Linked DNA regions of Hordeum vulgare: regions 2 and 3 are each linked to region 1. The links are chromatin contacts, called in public Hi-C maps. All regions are on one chromosome and are shown on one strand. The core of a region is the stretch at or near the end of the contact, and the rest is flanking DNA. Distances in the headings are between cores, read along the strand shown. Region 1 holds the start of LOC123410851 (BAG family molecular chaperone regulator 1). Region 2 has its middle 340 kb from the start of LOC123410851. Region 3 holds the start of LOC123407308 (non-specific lipid-transfer protein C4-like).

Region 1 (3,059 bases), core at 277-2,776:
CACGCATGCCCACCATGCAATTGGATTACAGCCTGCCTCACGGAACGAGCTGTGGGACGATCAGGTCTACTGTACCCATGCACACAGCAGCACCTAAGGGCGTGTTTGGTTTCTCTGCTCGCATCTGCATCGCACTAGGCATGCAAAATCTAACCTGTTTGGTGTCCTGTGCGGTGTCCCTAGCCTGACCTAGCTGATGCAAAAGCAAGCCCCTTAGCCAGGCTGAGAGGAACGCAGGAATCGAGCGTTCCTGCGATGCAGCCTCCCGCCTGCACCTGCGCTTCCACTCCCAGGCGCCGCCGCCGCCGTCCTCTCCCACGCGTCGCCGCCGCCGTCCTCTCCCAGGCGCCGCCGCCGCCCTCCTCTCCCAGGCGCCGCCGCCCTCCTCCTCTGCCAGGCGTCGCCGCCGCCGTCCTCCTCTCCCAGGCGCCGCCGCCGCCCTCCTCTCCCAGGCGCCGCCGCCGTCCTCCTCTCCCAGGCGCCGTTGCCGTCCTGCCATGGTCAAGTCGCTGCGCGCCGGATCCTACCGCCCCGCCCTGCCGATCTCCATTCCCCATCTGGTGCAGCCATCTCATGCATGTTCACCAAACACTCATCTCTTCTCATCTTTGCATCAAGTCAACCTGGCCATACTCATCCTGGATCCCTCATGCGATGCAGCCAGAAGCTAACCAGGGAACCAAACACGCCCCAAGTGTTCCAGGTTCCATCATAGCAGCAACAATTAGCATACAATCAAAATATGCAAACAAGCTTGGGTGTCCCGACTTCCAAGTTCCAAGGCATGCATGATTGGCGAATGAAGGATGCTCTCCCGCTGGTTCCTCCCAGAGACCGACACTTGGGCTGGATAGATAGATATATGGCATATTTCTGTCAACGCCCACGTACGTACTCCTACTCCTACGTACACTCCAAGGTTCACAAGGAGAAAAGACTTTACAATGGTGTGCACATGAAGCATGCAAATGCCGATCCATATGAAAAGAATATTCAATTGAAATCTGGTAGTAGTAGGTAGGAGGGGAACGAATAGGACCGGTGAAGCGGCCGGCGAGCTCGATCGCCTCAAACAAACAGGCGGGGTGGCCTGGCTTTGCTTGGAGGCGAAGGCCGGCAACGATGGTGAGAAGGAGGGAGCAGATGAGGAGATCCATGGATGGATGGAGCCGTCCAGGGCAAGCCAATGCCCAATTGCAACCAACCACCAACCCGAGCCACCCACCCGAACCCCTCACCAACCCGGAACGGACGCGTCGATCCATTCAAGCGTAGGTACTCCTACACGGAAACGCGCCACCTCGACCACTCAGCCCGCGCGCGGTTACTGTCTCTTCTTCGTACTACTAGTACCTCCCTCCTGTCTGGCCCTGCACACCCAGCCGTACGTTGATGACACTGATCATCACTGGGTGAAAACCTAGCCGTAATTTCAGGTCAATTTACAGCGAGATCAGGTGCAAGCGTGCAATGCCATTGTGTAGAGCCCCCACACCAACACTTGTTTAACAAACTGCATGTTGCTCGCTTGCTTCGTTCTTATTTATCTATCACTATAAATATTTCTCTGCTCCCCTTCCACGCCCCGCCCTGTCTCTTATTACTTGTACCCTGTCCCTCCCTCCCACACAACCTGACACCCACTTGCTTCTTCTTCCTCCTCCTCTTCCTGATTTCTCCAATTGGGGATCGCAATTTTGGTTTCTTGCAGCCTCTTCCTGCACAGCTAGCACATAGAGAAAGAGAGAGAGAGAGAGAGCATCGATAGCAACACTGATTAGGCTAGCTAGATAGATTAGCCTCTGCGGCTCTGGCCATCACTACACAAGCTTGATTGATTAGGATTAGGATTAGGAGGAGACCGAAGCGAAGATGATGCGCGGGAAGGATGAGAGGCCCGCGGCATTCTCCCCGATGAGGGAGTCGGTGGCGGCCGCGGTGCAGGAGGAGGTGTGGGAGGTCCGGCCGAGCGGCATGCTGGTGCAGAAGCGCACCCCGGACTCGGACCCTCCCCCCGGCGGCGCGCCCGTCCCCACCATCCGCGTGAAGGTCAAGTACGCCGGCGTGTACCACGAGGTGTACATCAACTCCCAGGCCTCCTTCGGGGAGCTCAAGAAGCTCATGTCCGAGAAGACGGGGCTGCACCCGGACGACCAGAAGGTGGTGTACAAGGACAGGGAGCGGGACTCCAAGGCCTTCCTCGACATGGTCGGCGTCAAGGACCGCTCCAAGATGACGCTGCTCGAGGACCCCACCGCCCAGGCCAAGCGCCTCATCGAGGAGCGCCGGAATGCCAAGGCCCAGCGCGCCGCCAAGGCCGTCTCACGCGTCAGCCTCGACGTCGACAAGCTCGCGTCCAAGGTCAGCTCTCAGCTCTCAGCTCTCAGCTTCCTTTCCTTTCCTTCCATCACCGCGTATCGCATCCAATCCTCCCTACTCCTGTTCCTGTTTGATATTCATGGGTGGGCGTGCGTGCTTCGCAGGTGTCGGCGCTGGAGACGATCGTTAGCAAGGGCGGCAAGGTGGTGGAGGCGGACCTGGTGACGCTCACCGAGGCGCTGATGAGCGAGCTGCTCAAGCTGGACGCCATCGTCGCGGACGGCGACGTCAAGGCCCAGCGCCGGATCCAGGAGAAGCGGGTGCAGAAGAACGTGGAGACGCTGGACGCCATCCGCGCCAAGATGACCAAGACCAACAACACACCTGCTGCCACGCCCAACAAGGCCCGGGCGCCGCACCTGCCCCCTCGTCCGCCGCCGGCACAGCAGCATCAGCAGCGCCGCCAGTTCCAGCCCGCTGCGCCCACCACGGCGACCGCCCCCGCGCCACAGACCGCGACGGCCAGCTGGGATACGTTCGACCTGCTGTCCTCCGCGCCCTCTTCATCGTCATCGGCACCGGTGTCCACCATGGCGCTCGCGACCACCACCTCGCCGTCCCCGAGGTTCGAGTGGGAGCTCTTCTAGACGTCCCTGCGGGATGGGGCCACCCACCCGCCACATGCGTGTACACGTTCATTGGCTCGATCAGCCTCATCTCCGTCAACTGTCACATTGTTC
Region 2 (3,174 bases), core at 308-2,807, 340 kb after region 1:
CTCTCTCAAGAAGATAATACTCTACGTCCTACTAGTAATTGTATTGAGATGGGGATAGCACATAGTACAGGTATCTACCACGAGATTCTTGTAATGAATATGAAATTGCTTATTGACTATTATGGCCTCGGTTTATATAATGTACCAGAGGCCTAGGGTTTAGAGGAGTCCTTGTCTTATGTGCCAAGTCTCGTGAAATCTCCCTTGTATGCATTATGGGCTGCCCGAAGTAGCCCATTATTAAACCGCCATGGGAGTTCTCGGTCCGACCCACCTGGTGGGGAGATGATATGGTAAGTACCCCCTAGTCCAGGACACCATCACATGTGAAACATACAGATGAGTCCGTCTTTCAACCGGGGCTTGGATTCACGTTCGATCCTCTGTTCAAGCGTGATAACTGTTCGGCGTTTCAGATATCGCATTATATGCATCAGTTTTGAATTGTGATTTTGGTCAATGTTTGGGTTACCCGGCTCTTGTGCTTGCCTCCTATGTTCCGCTTTGTTCGGATATGAGTGTAAAGGGAGAACCACAACAATTGTGCTTCCAGCTCGAATGATCAAGCGCATTAGTGGAGAAAGCAGAAAATTGACTGCCACGATTGACGTAAACTGATTGGAGATCCGAAGACCGTGTGAAACTAAATATCATTAGTGGTTATGCCGTGTTAAATGAAGGGTTTTCGTCACAAGAACCGAGGTGTTAAAATAGGTGCTCCTCGGCTAGTACGATCACAACTACACCGGGGCTAGGTCAATTACCCCACAATTTAAGCTCATATGACTAAGTGAAATTTATAAAGCCACCATAGTATGATTGCATAGTTCGTTCGAATACACAACCGTCTAGGGGGCCCAGAGACGTTGGCTAATGGTTCACACATTTTAACGAACACCCCGCGTAGCATCTATAAGGGGTAGAAGCTGACGACTCGCTACTTTCAGAATTCAACACGGTGCACTGGAGTCAATATAACACGTCAAATAAAAACGACCGACAAGCATAATATTACTTGTTTTATACAAACTTCTCCTCTGCATACCGATGTATCTTTAAAAACGTAGTTCGAACTTTGCACATTGCGCTTTGGTCACTCACGTGCCTAAATGGACCTCGGTCAGAAACTATTCGGGCGTCCGATTCTTCCCTCCGGGAGGCCCAGACGCAATGTCCAGCGGCTTGATCTTCGGAAAATGCGCCATCAGTGACGCATATGCCCACTCAGCATCCTCCAAACAGGATGACCGGTTCTAGTTATCTACCTGGGACTGGCATCTCGCAGGTTGTTCACCATGCCGAAGAAGCTATCGATATCGGCTTGGCAGGCCAGAGGTTGACGCAGAGGTCTTCCATTACCAGACACACCGCGCTGAACAGCTCCGCCAGTTGCTTCGTTTGATTGCCCGCAAGAGGCGGGTGCGCGGGCGCCTGGAATTGAGCCGAGGAGGCTTTATCCACGGAATCATCAGGATGGGCGGCATAGTGGGAGCCTGCGTCTGAAGTACTCCACGGCAAGTCCCTAAATGGTATCCTCTGAAGCACGCCAGATTTGCATAAGATGGGCAAATCTGTATCTGTTGTCACCTCTTTTTCCTGGGCCAGCTCTTCCTAAATGGTAGTATCACATTGAGCGTAAAGCCCCTTCAGGTCTTCTTCGACCATCATGACGTGGGCCGCATGATTTTTGCCAACCTCTTTTTCTTGGTCCAGCTCTTCACTGGCCCGCTTTGCTATAGCCCTTTGCTGCTTGACTTCCTGTTAAGATTTTTGCAGCTCGGACCAGAGCCTTTCAAGCTCCACGGAGGAAGCTGTATGATTTAGAGCTCCAATCAGCCACATCATTATTCAAGTATAAATTTAAAATACTAAAGCTTTTTGGTACTTACCTTGGGTTTCCTCCATCTGCTTCTTGAGTAGATCCATGTTCTTCTCGGACCGATCGAGCTTATGATTCAGTTTTTCCAACTCTTTCGAGTTGGATACCGAAGCCGAGGCCAACACCTAAAAAAGACACTGTTATCTTCCTTAGAAGATTTGATCCCTTGGTAGGAATTATTTATCCAATCAGGGTCTCGGTGCAACTATGCATTCGCCCTTATAAATTTTCTATTCTTTATTAAGACCCTCGAGTAAGATCTTTGTATCGGCTCGGGGGCTGCTGTGGTGTAGTGGTATAAGTCTTCACACAACTTAGTTTCTACTTATCCGCTAACGGCTATCGGATACATCTAGTACTAACAACTCTATGTGTTGATGTAATTTCTTTTTTTATGATTAAAGGGTACCTTAAAGCCTTGTAGAGCCCTTTAAAGGCCTGCATCATACCGGGCTCGAGGGACCGGTAATTTTGTAGCATCGTGCCTAGAAGGACGCGGTGCTCGATGATGATGGAGGGGGCCGTCATGAATGCCTCCATCTCTTTGGTCCAACCCATGGGCGTTTGCCTTCCTGCAGGCGGGGATGGATGGTCCACCTTGATCCTCTCCATTAAAGGAAGGACTGCCACCGTGGTAGGCTGACGAGGTAGCTCTGGACCAACATGGGCCGAGGTCATCGGTTGCCCCAGCTTTTCCCCTTCCATGGAGGAAGGGCCTTCCCCAAGTGGGTCCTTGGGGAACGAGGTCCCCACCTCAGCCACAGGGACATCGATGGTGTCCCTCGTGGTGAGCACATGTGAGGCCTGCTAAGAAGTCACCTCCCCTAGCCCGTCATGGGAAGGAGGGGAAGGGAGATGCTCCTGTGGCGCACTATGCGTGGGAAGCCCGGTCGATGAGTCATTGTCGCTTATTCGGGAGCGTTGCAGGTTGTAGAATACAAGTGCCTAATTAATTTTGTGGGGGGGAGGAGTCGGTGCACGTGAAACGCTTTTGGAAATAAAGCTTGTAAAGGTCATACCACCTCGGTGGTGGTCTTTCCCTACACGACTTGATGAGATCATCCTCCGAGGTGGAAAGGGAAACCTTGGCTGTGGCGGGAGCCATGCGGGGCGTGGCGTCGGCGGCCTTCACAAGGCGCCTTCGGGTTTGGGGGAAGGAGAGGGTGTTGGCCCCACGACATCTTCGGACGCCGCCCTCTTTGTCTTCAGGGAGGAAGTGCCTTGTCTCCCTTCTTCTTCTTCTAATTCTTATTCTTATTCTCCCTCACTTTCCTCCTCGTTGGAGCACGCGCATC
Region 3 (2,981 bases), core at 33-2,532, 360 kb before region 1:
CGCATATTGGAGTAGTACTTTTTTTTAATGAATTCAGTAGTATTGATATTTCTACACGGCAACCTGGATTTACTGCATCAGTAATTAAGCATTGATATTTCTACGTGGCTACGTGGATTTACTATGATGAAATTTACGTTCCAACTCCATCGAGTTTGAATTGAAAAACAAAGAGCCAAGGTTAAAAGTGAAATCGCACGTACGTTGTGCTCGAAGACGCATGCAAGGAAGGAAATACTCCTACTAGTGACCGTGCATCAAATCGTCCATTTTATTAACGCGTCGAGATCGACAGCAACAGCAGGACATGACAGACCGGAGAAACAGAAACTGAGGACATGACAGACCGGAGAAACAGAAACTGAGACGGCCGTGTGGAGGCAGACACGCCGCAACGACGGCATAAATGACCACCTTGGTTATTACTCCGTAGTTTACTCTGTAACTTGCTTGCATCGTTTCTTCGTTTTGCCTCAAGCCGCTGCCGTTCATGCACGGGGAAAAAGGAGAGCGAATCAAGCTTAGAAAAGGAGTATAAATAAACAAGACCGAAACAGGAATTATGTATGCATGGAGGGTTGTGGGCGGGCTTACAGCAGTTGACTTGTCCGATGTTGCAGCGGGAGGGGAGGCTGTTGATGATGCCCATGGTGCTGCAGGCGCAGTCGCGCGAGATGGAGCTGAGCGCGCCGCAGCACTCGGCGCTGGGGTCGGCCGCGCCGGGCACCAGGTAGGCGCGGCACGCCAGCAGCCGGTTCAGCTGCGGCACGCACTCCCCCGGCCGCTGCGCCTCCGCCGCCGGCCCGAGGCCGCCGGCCACCAGGAGGACGAGGGACACGGCCAGCAGCGCGCGCGGAACGGTGCTCGGCGCCATCGTACCGTACGTAACGTCTTCTTCTCTCAAACGCTGGCGTGGGCTCCTCGAGCTTCTGCTGGCTGGCTGGCTCGCTGTTGCAGTGCACGCCGACGCGCTGTGGTATTTATACGGATTTGAGGAAGGGCGGAGGCGCGGCGAGCTTTGCATGGCTCACCTAGAGCTGGAACTTAGAAGGCGATGACGCACCATGCACGGAGGGAGCGGTGGAGCAGCCGTTCGAGCACCTGCAGGCTTTGTGTGAGCTACCGAACGATCGTCACGCGCCTGGGCGCATCACGCTCTTGAGATCTTCGCTTCTTTTCCGGCGGTTTGTACAGTTTTTTTTTAAATAACAATTCCGGCGGGCTTGTCCAGTTGTCTTAGTCTACTGCTGGATCTGTTTCTGTACGCGGCTGCCAGTGCCATGCATGCCGGTGTCGGCAGCTCTTGCTAGCGGGGTACCTAGAAGAAGTTGCAGTTGCAGCCTTGAAAAATGTTCATTACGTATTAATAAAAATGTTCATCGCGCAGTTGAAAGGTGTTCGTGATGTATTTGGAAAATATCATTGCGTATTTACAAATCATTTGCCGGGTATTAAGAAAAAACATTCATCACAGATAACGAGAAGTATTCACCAAAAATTGTTCGTCGGGTATCGGAAAAATCTTTGTCTGATGTTCATGAAAATGTCCATTACATATTATAAAATTGTTCACCACGTATTTGGAAATCAAATCTTGCGTTTTTGAAAATAAAATCATGATGTATTTGAAAGAAAAATTACGATGTAGTTTTAAAATATTTGCCGGGTATTTCAAAAAATGTTCATCGTGAATTGCAATATTGTTTACCATGTATTCAAAAAGATTTCATTGCACATTTAAAAAAACTATTAATGTATTTTTTTTGCAGGACTCATCAAATATCATGATAGTACAAAATAACATCAAAAGTAATTAAAAAAATATTCATGTCCATAGACAACTCAACAACGACTATAAAGGCCAGTTATTTTGATGGCTTTTAGAATAAGCTGAAAGAAGTTGCCTTCTATCCAGCTTATTTTTAAAAGCCCAACCAAATTTATTTCTATAAAAGCCTACTAATTAAGACTTGATTAGTAGGTTTTTGAAAAAATAATTTTGATTAGGTGGGTGGTTGACAACTTATTCTAGAATCCCTAAAAAGCTACCAAAAGATTTGGCCCAACATTGGAACCAGCCGAAGGCGTATTATCGTCATCGCGTCTGTCTTATAGAAGCTTGGCAAATTTTGTTGTAGTAAACAGTTAGAAAGTCGTCATGCTAAGACCTCAAAGAACCAATACACTAAAATAACAACCGCCGCTGATAACACAGAGACATAGATCAAAATAATCCAATCCGTAGAGACCCGAACACGGACTAACAAAGACATGATCCGTCGGAGACACACGTCCACATGCCATCCAAATCCAACAACGCGAACGCACCATGGAGACGGGATTAGGTGAAAAACCTTATTCCATCTTCAGGGATCCATCGTCGCCTCGTCTTCCTAAGCAAGGTCCAAGCCCTAAACAAAAAAAACTAGAAATTAAGTAGAAGTCCTCCCATCGGCAATGGCTTGGATCCATTGTGCCTCCATGGCCTAATGCGAGGAGAGACGATGCATATCGGCAATAGTGGTGGCGGGAGGCGACGGAACCATAGGCGTGTTGGAGTCACTCGTTGGGAGAAGAAAAAAGTTTCACGTCTTAGGGTGTTCATGTTTTTTCAGCAAAAAATCAACATTTTTTTAAATCCATGTATTTTTTAAATACAAGTTTTAAATCTAATTAACGAACGGAAAACAAAAATGAAAACAAAAAACAAACAAAAAGAAAACATACAAAAGGTGAAGAAAAAGAAATACTCCCTCCGTCTCAAAATTTTTGTTATAGATTTGTCTAGATATGAATGTATATAATCACATTTTAATATTTTAATTAATTTATTTCTAGACAAATCTAAGATAAATTTTTTGAGACGGAAGAAGTAGAAAATATGGAAAAGAAAACGAAAATCAGAAGAAAGCAAGAGAAAACCCCGAGCATACTACTCTCCAGTCCACATGGATAGAGCGATTAACCTTAAAAAAAGACGT

The links. A called contact is a pair of places that touch in the nucleus more often than the background predicts.
Region 2: a Hi-C map of seedling shows a contact between it and region 1, with 3 times the contacts expected there. The contact joins the enhancer-like site here to the promoter of LOC123410851 in region 1. A contact is called at or near these places in 4 of 6 Hi-C or Micro-C datasets (leaf and seedling) and 1 of 1 datasets of contacts at active chromatin or transcription factors (embryo).
Region 3: a Hi-C map of leaf shows a contact between it and region 1, with 5 times the contacts expected there. The contact joins the promoter of LOC123407308 here to the promoter of LOC123410851 in region 1. A contact is called at or near these places in 3 of 6 Hi-C or Micro-C datasets (leaf and seedling).

Annotation. Positions count from the first base shown.
Region 1 is chr7H:228,266,671-228,269,729 of MorexV3_pseudomolecules_assembly, reverse strand. It overlaps LOC123410851 (BAG family molecular chaperone regulator 1), which reads left to right and starts at 1,526. Exons shown (of 2, transcript XM_045103787.1): 1 at 1,526-2,361; 2 at 2,484-3,059. The coding sequence starts at 1,873. The coding sequence ends at 2,966.
Region 2 is chr7H:227,930,919-227,934,092 of MorexV3_pseudomolecules_assembly, reverse strand. No RefSeq gene overlaps it. Among protein-coding and RNA genes, the nearest start is that of LOC123410851, 340 kb to the left of the region's middle. Within about 2 kb of position 1,557, at least 3 of the 3 cell types and tissues checked have open chromatin away from gene starts, as enhancers often do. A contact at or near this core is called in leaf and seedling, where this site is marked.
Region 3 is chr7H:228,629,048-228,632,028 of MorexV3_pseudomolecules_assembly, reverse strand. It overlaps LOC123407308 (non-specific lipid-transfer protein C4-like), which reads right to left and starts at 1,282. Exons shown (of 3, transcript XM_045100413.1): 1 at 1,266-1,282; 2 at 595-863; 3 at 361-481. The coding sequence starts at 1,282. The coding sequence ends at 474.